2 separate regions of the Mus musculus genome follow, and region 2 is linked to region 1. A link is a contact called in public promoter capture Hi-C data. All regions are on one chromosome and are shown on one strand. The core of a region is the stretch at or near the end of the contact, and the rest is flanking DNA. Distances in the headings are between cores, read along the strand shown.

Evidence for each region. Capture Hi-C pulls out chosen DNA fragments and counts their contacts.
Region 2: a contact with region 1 is called in a promoter capture Hi-C map of adipose tissue, with 4 times the contacts expected there. The contact joins the promoter of Smc2 here to the promoter of Pgap4 in region 1. A contact is called at or near these places in 2 of 39 promoter capture datasets (hippocampal neurons and liver) and 1 of 9 other capture datasets (adipose tissue).

What each region holds. Positions count from the first base shown.
Region 1 is chr4:49,594,419-49,601,608 of GRCm38.p6, reverse strand. It overlaps Pgap4 (post-GPI attachment to proteins GalNAc transferase 4), which reads left to right and starts at 3,733. Exons shown (of 2, transcript NM_025944.4): 1 at 3,733-3,985. It overlaps Gm33106 (a long non-coding RNA gene), which reads right to left and starts at 5,770. Exons shown (of 3, transcript XR_390562.3): 1 at 5,729-5,770; 2 at 2,781-4,753; 3 at 1,837-2,054.
Region 2 is chr4:52,435,996-52,442,691 of GRCm38.p6, reverse strand. It overlaps Smc2 (structural maintenance of chromosomes 2), which reads right to left and starts at 3,471. Exons shown (of 25, transcript NM_001301412.1): 1 at 3,282-3,471; 2 at 2,269-2,491; 3 at 290-439. The coding sequence starts at 2,436. Smc2os (structural maintenance of chromosomes 2, opposite strand) reads left to right here and starts at 3,728. Exons shown (of 2, transcript NR_045175.1): 1 at 3,728-4,040.

The DNA of each region.
Region 1 (7,190 bases), core at 2,484-4,983:
GGGCCATACACATAAACACACACACACACAATGTGTTATTCTAAATCTGAAATTAATTTTAAAAAGAAAGCATTTATGTGTTGAAATATTGTAGGCATGATGTCTCTGTGCAGTGTGTAAAGATTAAAGATTACCCTCCTGTTATTCAAATGCTAATTTCTCTGTCCTCATATCTTGTTGCATTCCTGACAGAGCATTGTAATGCTTTTTCCAAATCTCCGGTTTCAAGTTTGCATAAACAATGCTTACAGAATCGATTTTCTTTTCTTTCTTTCTTTTTTTTTTTTTAACATATTCTTTTTTGATGTGCGTGTGAGTAACTGCATCTGTGGGAAAATAAGGGAAGGAGACAGAATGTAACAATTACCTAGACATACAACTGAAAATCATCTGCCTATTTTTCTGCCTACATGGTACATAAATGAAATGGAGGTCCCAGCCAGGCATGTTTTTGGATGACTTTAATTCCAGCCTTAGTAGGCAGAGGCAGGTGGATCTCTGTGAGTTCATTGCTAGCCTGGTCTACATAATCAGTTCCAGCCAGTCCTACTAAAAACAAATGAACAAACAAATGTAATTATAGATTATCTCATTAATTAATTAATACTCCAATTTCTGGTAGGAGTTGGGTGGATTTATGCATTACATTTTCTGCAGAAGACCTTTATAAATTCTGGCCAGATGTAAAAAGAACCAAAAAGCAATCTGAAGGAGGCAGCCACTTGATAAATTGTGTATTGCCTGATTTTCTCCACATTGTGATAGAATGACAGACAGAAACCACTTGAAAGAAGGAAAGCAAGGGAGGGACTAGGGACCAGGTATAACTTTCAAAGGCCAGGTCTGACTTACCTCCCTCCTCCAGCTAGGCATCCATTCCAAGGCTTCCAGAGCTTATCCAAATACTGTCACCAGATGGGGACCAAATGGTCAACACATGCGTGTGCAAGGACATTTCAGATTCAAACCGTAACAAAATGTGACATTTTCTACTTGTATTTTTGTTTTTGTTGGTTTCCCATTGTTTTAATCTTCACAGCTACTGAAGCAGAAAAAAGAGGATTCCAAGTACACAGTGGCTTTAGACACACTTCACTGCTAGGAGAACTGGGAAATGAGGGGAAAATGCTAGAAGCCAGAGAGCAGCAGAATGACTGAGATTCACCTTAGTATAAACTGCAGCCACAGCCCCGCTGACTTCTGAACTTCTCAAACTCACTGGCAATGCCCCAGGCAAAGAGGCCAACAAATCAAACAAAATACCCCAGATACACATCAAAAGAGGGTCTATGTTTGAAAGATAAAACTGCCCTGGGTGAGATTCATACTTTTTGCTTTGCTGTGTGTGTGCAATTGGATAAAGTCCACGAAGCTCAGAGCTGAAGCCTTACTCAGCTTTGAAGCATCAGGGCATCAGCTCAGGGGGAGGCGGAAGAGAGGCTAGAAATTTAGATAGGGAGGTGTAATACAAGAAAACAGAAATAAACTAAATCCCCCCAAACTGGATTTAGAATCTTCTCAAATCTTCAGGTGATTGCAAATCTACTGGAATACAGACAAGACACCGTGGGGGAGTGGGGAGCCTATGCAAGTATAACAGAAGCTGGATGGATGGGGAGGGGTAAAAGGAGAGGAGGAAAAATGATCCGAGATATCAGCTATTGCAGGAAACACACAGTGTGAAATTGAACACTGAATCCAGGCAAGTAAATTGTGTGCTAGAGCAACACCCAATAGTCCTTGGAGAAAGTTGTAGACTTCAGAGTTAATGCAATACCAGCAATGGCCTGTTTTGTTTTGTCATTCATTAGATACGTCTAGAGAAAAGAGAAGAAAGCCGGAATAGCTGGTTTATTATCAGATGCGTTATAAACATACTGCCAAAGGTAGAGGCACTTTGTATTGGTAGAGGGGAGAGCCGTCATCCGTGTACATACGCCTGATTACAGAGCAATAGAACATATGATAAGACGTGTGAACATTTAAAGTGAGAAGAAAGTGGATGATGCACAGCTTCATTAATCTTCACAGACAGTTTTCCACAGCTGACAAAGCTAGAAAGTCAAAACCAGGAAAGACAGTGTCAACAGTACTATGCCTGACAGGACGCTTTAAAATAATGAAACCACTGTAAAACCAAACAGTTGCCCAGCATGTATCGCTCCAAGGCCACATGGAACACTCCTCAAAGACAGGCTTTATTCTGGACCGTTAAAGAAAAGCTCTCCACAGACTTAGTGAACAAAATCTTACGGGTGAGTTTTCTAATCTCAAAAGAACTGGGAATAAAACACTGAAAGAAGCACTACCAACAAAGTTAAAAACACACGCTGTCTTAGTCAGGGTTTCTATTCCTGCACAAAACATCATGACCAAGAAGCAAGTTGGGGAGGAAAGGGTTTATTCAGCTTACACTTCCACATTGCTGTTCATCACTGAAGGAAGTCGGGACTGGAACTCAAGCAGGTCAGACAACAGGAGCTAATGCAGAGGCCATGGAGGGATGTTTCTTACTGGCTTGCTTCCCCTGGCTTGCTCAGTTTGCTTTCTTATAGAACCCAAGACTACCAGCCCAGAGATGGCACCACCCACAAGGGGCCTTTCCCCTCTTGATCACTAATTGAGAAAATGCCTTACAACTGTATCTCATGGAGGCACTTCCCCAATTGAAGCTCCTTTCTCTGTGATAACTCTAGCTGTGTCAAGTTGACACGCAGAACCAGCCAGTACACACAGCTAAAACATACAAACCAGACAAGCAAATGACAAGAAATTTTCACCTAAATCAGGCAGATATCATGGCCTTTCTTGTAGTTGGTTGTCTTTTTCTGCGATCACCTCAAGGCTCCTTCAAGTGGACACAAAGAACCCCAGTGACATGAGTTCTGAGAGGCTTCAACAGCAGGAACTTGGCTCAATAGGCTGAGCTCAGGATTGTTCGCCTCTGTAGTAGAAAGCAGCTAGAACATCTGGAAACAAGATGATGATCTCATTTTTTGCATCAAATAATTTACTTATGGAATTTCCTCTTTTTAACCCTGTAAACTCGTATGTACCCTGTTACAGAAAGGGTTTTACTGGATATTTTCTATCGGTGCCTCCTAATCTTGCAACTTGTTTCCATCCTGAGTATTTAAGTGATAATGATCAGACAATACAACATTATGATCACCAAAAAAAAAATTCCTATTATATGTACATCCAAAATACTCATTTAAGTCCTAGCCTACACTGGCAAACTGACATGGAATAGAAGCAATAAAAATGGCCACAAAGATGTATGGTGGTGAGAGCCCTGGTGAGGCCAGGGTACTAAGCTGGCTGTTTTTTACCTTCTCATAGTCAGACATGCAGTTTTTTTCCCCCTTCCTTGAGTCATTTCCTATGCTTTCCCTGTGTTGCACGTCAGGATTACTCTACCCCAGTGCGTATATTTTTCTCCCTCTCCAGTTATGTCTCCCAGGGGCTTTTGCATTTAAACAGAAGGCGTTTAGAAGATTAAAGCCCATTCAGAAACAGAGAAATAGGTTTCTACACAAACGCTTCCGCAAAGGGCGAGATGCTTTATTAAAATACATCTTTCTTCTTGTGCCCACCTGATGGAATAAAACCTAGGCTTGCATTCACATTATAAAAGGGACATCATCCTGTTCTCCTGACTTGGGAGCGACCCTGCTTTTCCCTCGCTGCCCATCAGTTGGCGCCTTTTGCCTCTCCCCCACCCCGCCCCGCAACCCCCACCCCCAAGCCAGCTTTGGGGGCTGCAGTTGCTCCGCAGCTCTCAGGTCACGTGGCCTGGCAGAGCGAGGGGAGCCCTGCACCGGAGCGAATGCTGGAGGAGGCGAGCCTTCCGCTACTCTCCGCCCGGCAGGGTTCTGCCAAGGCGCCACCATCGAGACCAGCCAGCCTGGGCTACAGCAGCGGTGGCCTGGGCTACAGCGGCGGTGGCCTTGGCAAGCCAGGACGTAGCTGACGCCTCCACGGGGTAGGTTTCCTGCCGGGCTGGTGTCGCGGAGAAGCGCGCCCTCGAGGGGACGCGATGTGGGAGCGACGGCCGATGAGGGGAGTGGTGCTCCCGAGGCCTGCGTCCCCCGCCCTGAGCCCCGCAGGCTGGCTCGGCCGCGGCCCCGCCCTCGGTGCGTCTGTGGCACCAGGCGGGTCGCCTCGCTCTTTGGCTGTCGCCGGCCGGGCCGGGTTGTCACCAGGCCCGAGGATGCAGCCCGGGAGCCCCACACAGCGGCCGGCCTGAGCGCTACCCCCTAATGGCTGCCCGGGAGCGGGGGCCCCTCCGCCCGTCCTCGGCGGGGCGCGTCCTCCAGCGAAGGTGACCGGAGGAAGGCGCCCCTCCCGCTCCCGGGAACGCCCGCGCCTGGAACGCCACTGCGCTGGACTCGCAGTCTCTGCCTGAAGGTGGGCAAACTGAGGCCGGTGGGCAGAGGGGACTCCCCAAGGTCAGCGAGGGCCCTAGATGCCAAGCTAGGGGTTTTCAGTCACTATTATTTTCCCCAGAGTGGATGGATGGGTGTGTCGCAGCTTTCGCTCAGGTTCTTGTGCCAGGCGTCGCCCGTGCCGCACTGCGTTCAGGAGGTTGTCGCGGGACCTGAACCCCCGCAGGTCACAGTGACCTGGCATCTCCTGCTCGACCCTTGCTCTCCCTGCGGGACCACAATGCGGCTTCAGTGATGATCTCACCATGCGGATTATCACCAGAAACTGCAGGTGTGGGTGTGCGCGCAAGTGCACGCCGGTTTCCCTGAGAGAAATAAACCATGTATGGGAAATAGTTTTATTGGAGGATTTCTAGGGGGTCTTTATGCGCCACATAGTTTATGAGACCAGAAGAGCAAACAAGGTTCGTCTAATGCTTAATATGATGAGAACCAGAAAAAAAGAAATGGAAATGATAAGCATGGAGCAAAAAGAAAAAAAAAAAAAAAAAAGAAAAAAAAAAAAGAAAAATATAAACAAAACTACATCTTTTAGATTGTTGAGATTCTCTGTTTAGCTTTAAATTTTTCTATATTTGAAGTTAATATTAACAATGTAGTTATTATTAATAATGTAATTATATTAATAATGGTATGTAGTTTTAATTTGCTTGCCTTTATCCATAGGAACCCATACCTAATTACCTGTGTTTGACTTGCTCATTTATATGGATCCATATTTTAATTGGAGTAGTTTTTCTAATTATAATTCAAAACATTCTTTAAAATGCTTTCGTTAATTTTTTAATGTGTTGATAGTAATCTGACTATCAATTTGTCAAAACTTTGAACTATTTGAACAATTAAATGGTACATTTTGTTGTACTAAATGTGCCTCAATAAAGTTGTTTTTAGACAAGATTGGGGGCATTGAGGGTGGTGTGGCTGTAGACCAAAGTTGTTTTTAAAAGCTAGGAGAATTATACTGGGTCATGAGAAAAAAAATAGGCTTAATAAGATAATAAAACATGCTATAAAGTCTCAGTAATTAAAATAACAAGAGCCATGGCACACACTGGCATAGTGGCCCAGGCTCGCAATCCTAGTGCTAGGGAGGTTGAGGTAAGAGAATCTCTAGTTTCATGTCAGTCTGAGCTTCATAACAAGACCTTGTCTCAATATAATAAATAAGAATTAATACAACAACAATAATGAAAAGGGACAAACTCACAAATATAAGATATCTAATACACCATAAATGTAGCAATTTAAATTAGGGATTAAAGGGGATTTAGGCTTACTTGCTGCCCTGCTCACCGTCCATGTGTCTGGCACAAGACTCATTGTGGAGTGAAATTTTGAGTACAGGTCACTGAGGTCATACATGTTCTTTGCAGACATGTAGAAAGCCAGCAGGAAACCTTCTCTCATGCCTCTCAGCTCACTTTCATTAAATTATATTCCCTATATGTAATAAAAAATGGTCATACTATGTACATTTTCTATAATTTGAATCAACATAGCTGCCCTTCTCGTCCCATTTATCACTCAGCCCTTCCTATTACGAACAAAATTTAAGGAAGACATTCTTACTGGTTCTAAGAAGCATAAATCATCATTGCTGCCAGGTGTATTACTTGCTATCCCACATCAAAAGGTGTGCCTTGGAATTACCTTGTAAGATTTACCAATTCCTGTGCAAATGCTTGTTTGTTGAAGCCATATTGCTTCCTCTTGGAGTAAACTGATTTGAGATTGTGTTAATTCTCAAAACTTGTTTTGGAAAAAGGACCACCTCTCTATTAACTGAGACTTTCCGGTAGGAAAGTGTTCTTTTAATGCATTTATTAGTGACTTTTAAAATATCCTTTAGTATAATTTTATGTGTATAGTCTGCCCATGTCTCCAAATTATTTGTATATTTCATTTTTATTCTAAATATATTTCTTTTCCACTTTACCTGAGTTTATTTTTTAATTCTGTCAATGAAGTTTGATGGATGGGATGAAATAATTTATTTTATGTGTTTTATAAATACATAGTATGTATGTCTCTTCAGAGGTAACCAGTGGTTCCATGCACACACACACACACCATATTGTTTTATGTTGTTACCTACCGTGTCGTAAAAGTGGTTCTTACTGTTGCTGATGGGTTTTCATTTCACTTTCTTGGGCTCAGACGCTCTCGTACATGTTGGGTAAGAGCAGGGATCCTGGATTGACCTTTTTACTACTACATTCCAAAATCTTTGTTAACCACTTCAAGTTTATTCTGCCTTAGCTTGCCCACCTACAAAGTGAATTTAATAACTATTATAGGCTTTTTATGCAGATCCACTCAATGCTTAAAAGAGTCCCTGTCACATAAATGCTGGGCAAAGTTAGAAATAAGTTGTTCTCTGCCCAGTATGTGACTGGGCTGTATGCTGCTCCCAGTTTTATAGCAGAGAAATAAAGAGGGCCATGGTGGCCAAAATACAGTCATTAAATCTCTTCTTGGTATAGAGTACTTACTGTGCCAGGCCTGTGAGGCAAATCAAAGACAAATGACACTGAACCCAGTAAAAAGGGACTTAAGCTGGGCATGGTGGCGCACGCCTTTAATCCCAGCACTCAGGAGGCAGAGGCAGAGGCAGGTGGATTTCTGAGTTCGAGGCCAGCCTGGTCTACAAAGTGAGTTTCAGGATAGCCAGGGTTATAAAGAGAAACCCTGTCTCGAAAAACAAACAAAAAAACAAACAAAAAAAAGAAGAAGGGACTT
Region 2 (6,696 bases), core at 2,222-4,721, 2.8 Mb before region 1:
AGATACTCTCTCATCTGTCAAGTTGTCTGCAGGCTGTGCAGTGTGCTCTCTGTTCCTAGTTGTGTGAGCTATGGATGACGCAGCTGTCTTTGAGTCATTTCTACTTCTGTAAATAATTCCTCACCCCAAATCCTGTAAGTAATCCTAGTACAATTCAATGGTTTACCAAGCTGCACTGTGGTGGTATTCATGCTTTGGTCTATTGTTGGTTCTCTACTTGGGGTGAGCAGATCTTTCAAGAAACAATGCCACACAACATAAGCTATCCAGATATTTGACAGCTACTCACCTGTCTTGTTACTGTGATTTCATCATGAGCTTCAAATCCCAACGGACTCTGCTTTTTGTCAGAATTATCAAAAGTGATTGAAACAGAGGCTTTGGTAATCCCAGCCTGTCCATTTTTATAAACGAGATCTTGTAAATTTGAAGCCCGCACCTATAATTAAAAAGGGAAAGGAAAGTTCATTGACAAAGCATCATATTATACAAGAGCAGGATTAATACTATATGTGTTGTTCTGGAAAACCCACCTATATAGTGTTACGTTAAGTAAAAACAGGCAGCCACATCCGTCAGCAAGAAAAGCAAGGACTACAGACAATAACTTATAATATGTACTTTTTTCAATAGCACTTTCTTTCTGTTTTGAATTTCTACTGACTTAGCAAGAATTAATTTCAAAACTCAAGGAAGTACTGTCTATGAACTTCACTAGCCATCCCATGCCCATTAGTTCACTCTGATAGGGCATTCACTGTAAGCACAAGTGAAAGAACCAGTATTGGCTCAAGACACAAGAGTGAGGGAAGGAGAGGGAGAGGGAAAGGGAAAGGGGTATTTGTCCTGGGTTTGGGAGTAGAGACAACAAAGGACTGCCTCTGGGAGGGTGGGAGACAGCTGTGCTCCACAGACAAACAGCACTTTATAAACATAAATGGGAAACCCCCATGTTAGGATAAATTGGTTAATTTTGATTGGGCATTTTAATTAGGTGAGCCAGGGGGGGGGGGTGCTTTGATTGCTGGACTTCAATACTTTGATAGCTGGACCTTGGCAGTCAGCCTCAGGAGGCAGAAGTGACCAAAATAAGGGAATGGACCTTGGTGGCTAACTTTAGGAATGTAATCTAACAGTTTTTAGCAAGGCAGAGGGACTGGATGGAAGGGCATGGCCTGCTAGAGCCATATTTCCACGAGAGGCCAACAAGAGTCCCTTCAAAAAGAGCAGGTATGTTGGGTATCCTAAGTTTCTGGGCTAATATCCACTTATCAGGATACCCAAGATATAAGATACAATTTGCTAAACGCATGAAACTCAAGAAGAACGAGGACCAAAGTGTGGACACTTTGCCCCTTCTTAGAAATGGGAACAAAACACCCATGGAAGGAGTTACAGAGACAAAGCAAAGTTTGGAGCTGTGACGAAAGGATGGACTATCTAGAGACTGCCATATCCATGGATCCATCCCATAATCAGCTTCCAAACGCTGACACCATTGCACACACTAGCAAGATTTTGCTGAAAGGACCCAGACTATGCTGGGGCCTAGCAAACACAGAAGTGGATGCTCACTATTGGATGGATCACAAGGCTCCCAATGGAGGAGCTAGAGAAAGTACCCAAGGAGCTAAAGGGGTCTGCAACCCTATAGGTGGAACAACAATATGAACTAACCAGTACCCCGGAGCTCTTGACTCTAGCTGCATATGTATCAAAAGATAGCCTAGTCGGCCATCACTGGAAAGAGAGGCCCATTGGACTTGCAAACTTTATATGCCCCAGTAAAGGGGAACGCCAGGGCCAAAAAGGGGGAGTGAGTAGGTAAGGGAGTTGGGGGGTGGGTATGGGGGACTTTTGGGATAGCATTGGAAATGTAAGTGAGGAAAATACCTAATAAAAAATTAAAAAAAAAAAAAAAAAGAAATGTGGGAAACTAAAAAAAAAAAAAAAAAAAAAAAAGAGCAGGTATGGACTGAGAACAGAGACTACCCAATATAACAGTGCTGGTATGCTGGTATGGGTGTTACTCCCAACAGCTTAGGAGGACAAACCTCAGGCAAGGCCTCTGTATGTATCTTTTCGTCTGTCTACAGGATGAAACAGTAATAGTATTTGCTTAAACGGCTGCACTGCAACACAACATAACTCACATGAAGTACAAACAAAACACATGAAGTACAAACATGCAAAGAAAGAAAACCCAAAGTCTCCACAGATTAACAGATTCTCTTGCCAACACATAAGTCAGAAAAGCTGACACTTTACCTGGGACAGGTTGGAGATGCCTAGGAGAAAGCATATGGAGTCCAATATGTTGGATTTTCCACTACCATTTAAACCAGTGATCGCATTGAAGAGGGGGTCAAAACCATTGACTTCAGTCCTCTGTGCATAGGACTTGAATCCTTCGAGAATGATTGATTTAACATACATTTTCTAAACTGTCTTGGGTTAGTAAGCCTGTTAGGCAACAAGCTACAAGTCACGTCTGTATAAAACAGAAATAAGATCATTTATGTAGAATGTTAAAAACCCTCAAATCATAGTAAATACGACAGGATACACAATAACGTAAAGTAAAAAAAAAAAAAAAAAAAAAGAAAAGAAAAGAAAAGAAAAAATACACCTGCCAAACTACTTTTTCTCCTAAAAACAGCTGGCTCAGATTTTAAAACATCCAACCGTTAGCCAATGCCGGTAAGTTAAACCATTTAACCTAAAAATCATCTTTATCATTACTGTCCACTTTCCTAGGTTCGTGTTGCACTACAATACTGTAGTTAACAGAGACTACTAATTATTTCCCATTTCATTATCCTTGCCACAGACGACACTGGACTGAATACTCTTTACTGCACACCACTTAGCATACATCTTACAGGAGTCCTTCATGGATCTCCCTAATAGCACGCACACCCATCCTCTCCTTCCTTTTTCCTCCACAGCAGTAAAAGATGACATCAGTCGGCACCGTCTTTCCAACTCATTCTCGGTCCCGTTGTGCTTTTTTGCCTACATACGACCTTAACTCTGTTTACACTCGACTCTCAGAACCCGGGTAGTTAGTGAACCTTAAGGGCGAAGTGAATCCATTCTACTGCCTCGTTTTAAAATTCCGTGTTCTCTCGCTTGCCCAAGCCTTTCTCGATTCACCTTACGGATGAACAACAGTCAACATCTCTAATTCTCGCTTCAAGTCCCTCCTTGAGAATCTTGCCCACCCCTGTGCCTCATCTCCCGCCTGGACACCAGGCCGGGCCAAGAGCAGCACTACGCACCCGCCACAAAGCGGCTGGCCAGGGGAACCAGCAAAGTTCCAACCCGACGCGAAAGTGGACAGTGAGGCCACCCGACCTGTACTCAGGCGCTACCGGGCGAACGCCACCATCCCGGGCACCGCATCCGCTGCAGCCAACAACCGTGCCGGAACTGTTCCTTTGAATTTCGGCGCGAGCAAAGGACCCCAACTCCGAGGCGTCTGCGCTCTGTTGGTGCCTAGTATCTGCCTGACTGAAGCGCTTCCTCTTTTGCCCTAAGGAAAAACACAGAAACGACATAGCGACAATAAATAATAGTTTTAATATTGGAAGGTAGGAGACTATACCGTTTTGAACATGGAAAGCGAAAATGAAGATAGGTCGTGCTGACATCGCGTCAGGCATGCTCTGGGCAGCACCTCTTCCAGGTCTGGGCCTCGCGCGTTGCCGGCCCCGCCCTCTTTCTGGCCCTTTCAGGCTATCGGTCGGAGCCTTGGCTTCTGTCCGCAGGCTCCGCCCCCTCCCGGTCTACGCTCTTTGCTGCGGGGCGCGGCCGGGGCGGGCCGGGGCGGGGGCGGGCCGGGGGTCCCGGGACCCTTCGAGGATATTACAGGGTGGAAACCAACACTAGTGAGAAAAGTCCTCTGAGGCTTCATTTTCTACTAATTGAAGAGAAAGGCACTGGCTTTGAAAACACAAACCAAAACCAGTTCCAGTTTCCGGAGGGGACTGTAGGCCTGCAGTATGTGGAGTTTGGTGGAAGATGCTAGGCAAACGGCTGTAAGATTTTTTTTTTTTTTTTTATGCCGAAAACCTGTTTAATGATAAGCAGTGGCTGACGTACCGGTTCACGAAATGTTGCTGAAGCTTCTTAATAACAGTTTGTATTTACAGAGTTCTGTAGATCGGGTAGCTGTGTTTCAAAGGCTGTCAAGAATTTCCTCAACAAACGTGGAACCCTAGTGTTTCCTTTTGTACAGACGAGTTTATTGAATCACTGGGTTAAACGACTTATAAGTGAAGAGAGATTTTTGTTCCAGGCTGCCTAACTACAGAGTGTGTACTCCTAAACTTATTATCTACAACTGCTAATTTTACATTGCTAGTTAGAGCTGATCCCCATCAACTATGTAATTTAAAAAAAAAATGGTGTTGGGATTATTTATATTTAAGCATCAATACTAAGAGAAGGGCTTAGCTTTGTTTTTTTTATTGAAAATTTATTTTTTTTCCTACCGTATATTCCGATTAGTTTTCTCCGCCCCAACCTCTCCTAGAACCTCCTCCATTTCCACACTCACCCAAATCCACACATTTTCTTTTCTCTTTCTCATAAGAATATAAACAGACATCTAAAATGATGATGATAAAATAAGATTTTAAAAACAGAAGGACCAAATAAACAGGAGGGGGAAAAAAGCCAAAGAAAGAGCATTAGAGACACAATGAGACACATTCACACAGAGATATACACACAAAACATAAAAACAAAAGCAGAAACCATAATACATAATAAACAAAAGATTTTTAATATTAAATGGAAATGTTCAGACAAAGCAGTGTGAGACAAAAACCCTCTAAAAATACCATTAAGTTCGTTTTATGTTGGCCATCTATTGCTAGGCATCGGGAGGGACTACCCTTAAATATGGTTTGTACACCCAGACATCACTGGAAAAATGATTTGCTCTGCAGCAGTTATCAATTGGATATAGCTTCTGGGTTAGGATGGAGGATTGTTTCTATTTTCCCTCTCAATACTGGCTTAGAACTGCAGGTCCTGTGCATGCTGAAATTTACAGTGGTAGACAGGGAGGAAAGTGAAGATCGCCTTCCTGAACCTGAGAACTTCCTAGGCAAGCATTGGCAGCAGGTTCTCAAGTAAAAAGTGCCAGACTGCCTGGCAGTGGTGGCGCGCGCCTTTAATCCCAGCACTTGGGAGGCAGAGGCAGGCGGATTTTTGAGTTCGAGGCCATCCTGGTCTACAGAGTGAGTTCCAGGACAGCCAGGGCTATACAGAGAAACCCTGCCTCGAAAAACAAAGAAACAAAAAAGAAACAGTACAGTATCTATAATAGTATGCTACCTGCCTTCCTGTGGTATCAGCCTATTTGTCTGTGAAATTAGCTAACACCACTTTAATAAAGATATTTTGTCTGGTGTAATTCCTACTACTCTTGAACTCCAATGACTTGACTTATTTATGTTGGCTCTGTTGAATTATACATTTTCACCTTCAGCTCTGCTATATTCCTTTGATCACTTTTTTATGAATAAGGAATTTTGATTTTTAGACAAATCTAACATGGATTTTCACAAATTTTATTACTTGCTTGGGGGATAAAAATTTAAGACAGATATTAAGACAGACATCATTAGTATGTTGGCTACCTTAATAGACGAATAGCTAGATGATATCCTTAAGACAAATGGATAAAAATGTACAGGTACTTAAGTATTTAAGTGTACTCTTTTATTATGCTGTACTCATTATATAAAATGATAGGTTTCATTATGACATATTTCTATATGTAGAGTATGTCTCCTTTGCTCATATCACCCCTCCGTTATTGTCTATACCTTTTCTGTGATGCTAATCTCTTTCTTTCTAAGTAGTTTTGGGTTTTGTTTTTTGATATTTCTCTTTTTTTTCATTTTTAGTAGTTTTTTTTTAATTGGATATTTTATTTATTTACATTTCAAATGTTATCTCCTTTCCCGATTTCCCCTCCAGAAACTCCCTATCCCTTCCCCCCTCCTCCTGCTTCTATGAGGGTGTTCTCCCACCCACTCACTCCCACCTCCCTGCCCTCAAATTCCCCTACAAAGGGGCATCCAGCCTTCATAGGAACAAGGGCCTCTTCTCCTATGGATACCCTACAAGGCCATTCTCTGCTACATATACAGCTGGAGCCATGGGTCCCTCCATGTGTAGTCTTTGGTTGGTGGTTTAGACCCTGGGAGCTCTGGTTGGTTGATATTGTTCTTCCTATGGGTTGCAAACCATTCAGCTCCTTCAGTCTTTTCTCTAACTCCTCCATTGGGGACCCAGTGGTAAGTTGAATGATTGGCCACAATCATGCACCTCTGTATTTGTCAGGCTCTAGCAGAGCCTCCCAGGCGACAGCTATATCAGGCTCCTGTCAACATGCTCTTCTTGACATCCACAATAGTGTCTGCTTTGGTGACTGTATATGGGATGGGTCCCCAGGTGGGGCAGTCTCTGGATGGCCTTTCCTTCAGTCTCTGCTCCACACTTTGTCTCTGTAATTGCTCCGTTGAGTATTTTGTTACTCCTAAGAAAGACCAAAGCTCCCACATTTTGGTCTTCCATCTTCTTGAACTTCATGTGATCTGTTAATTGTATCTTGGGTATTCCGAACTTTTGGGCTAATATCCACTTAACAGTGAATCATACTATGTGTGTTCTTTTGTG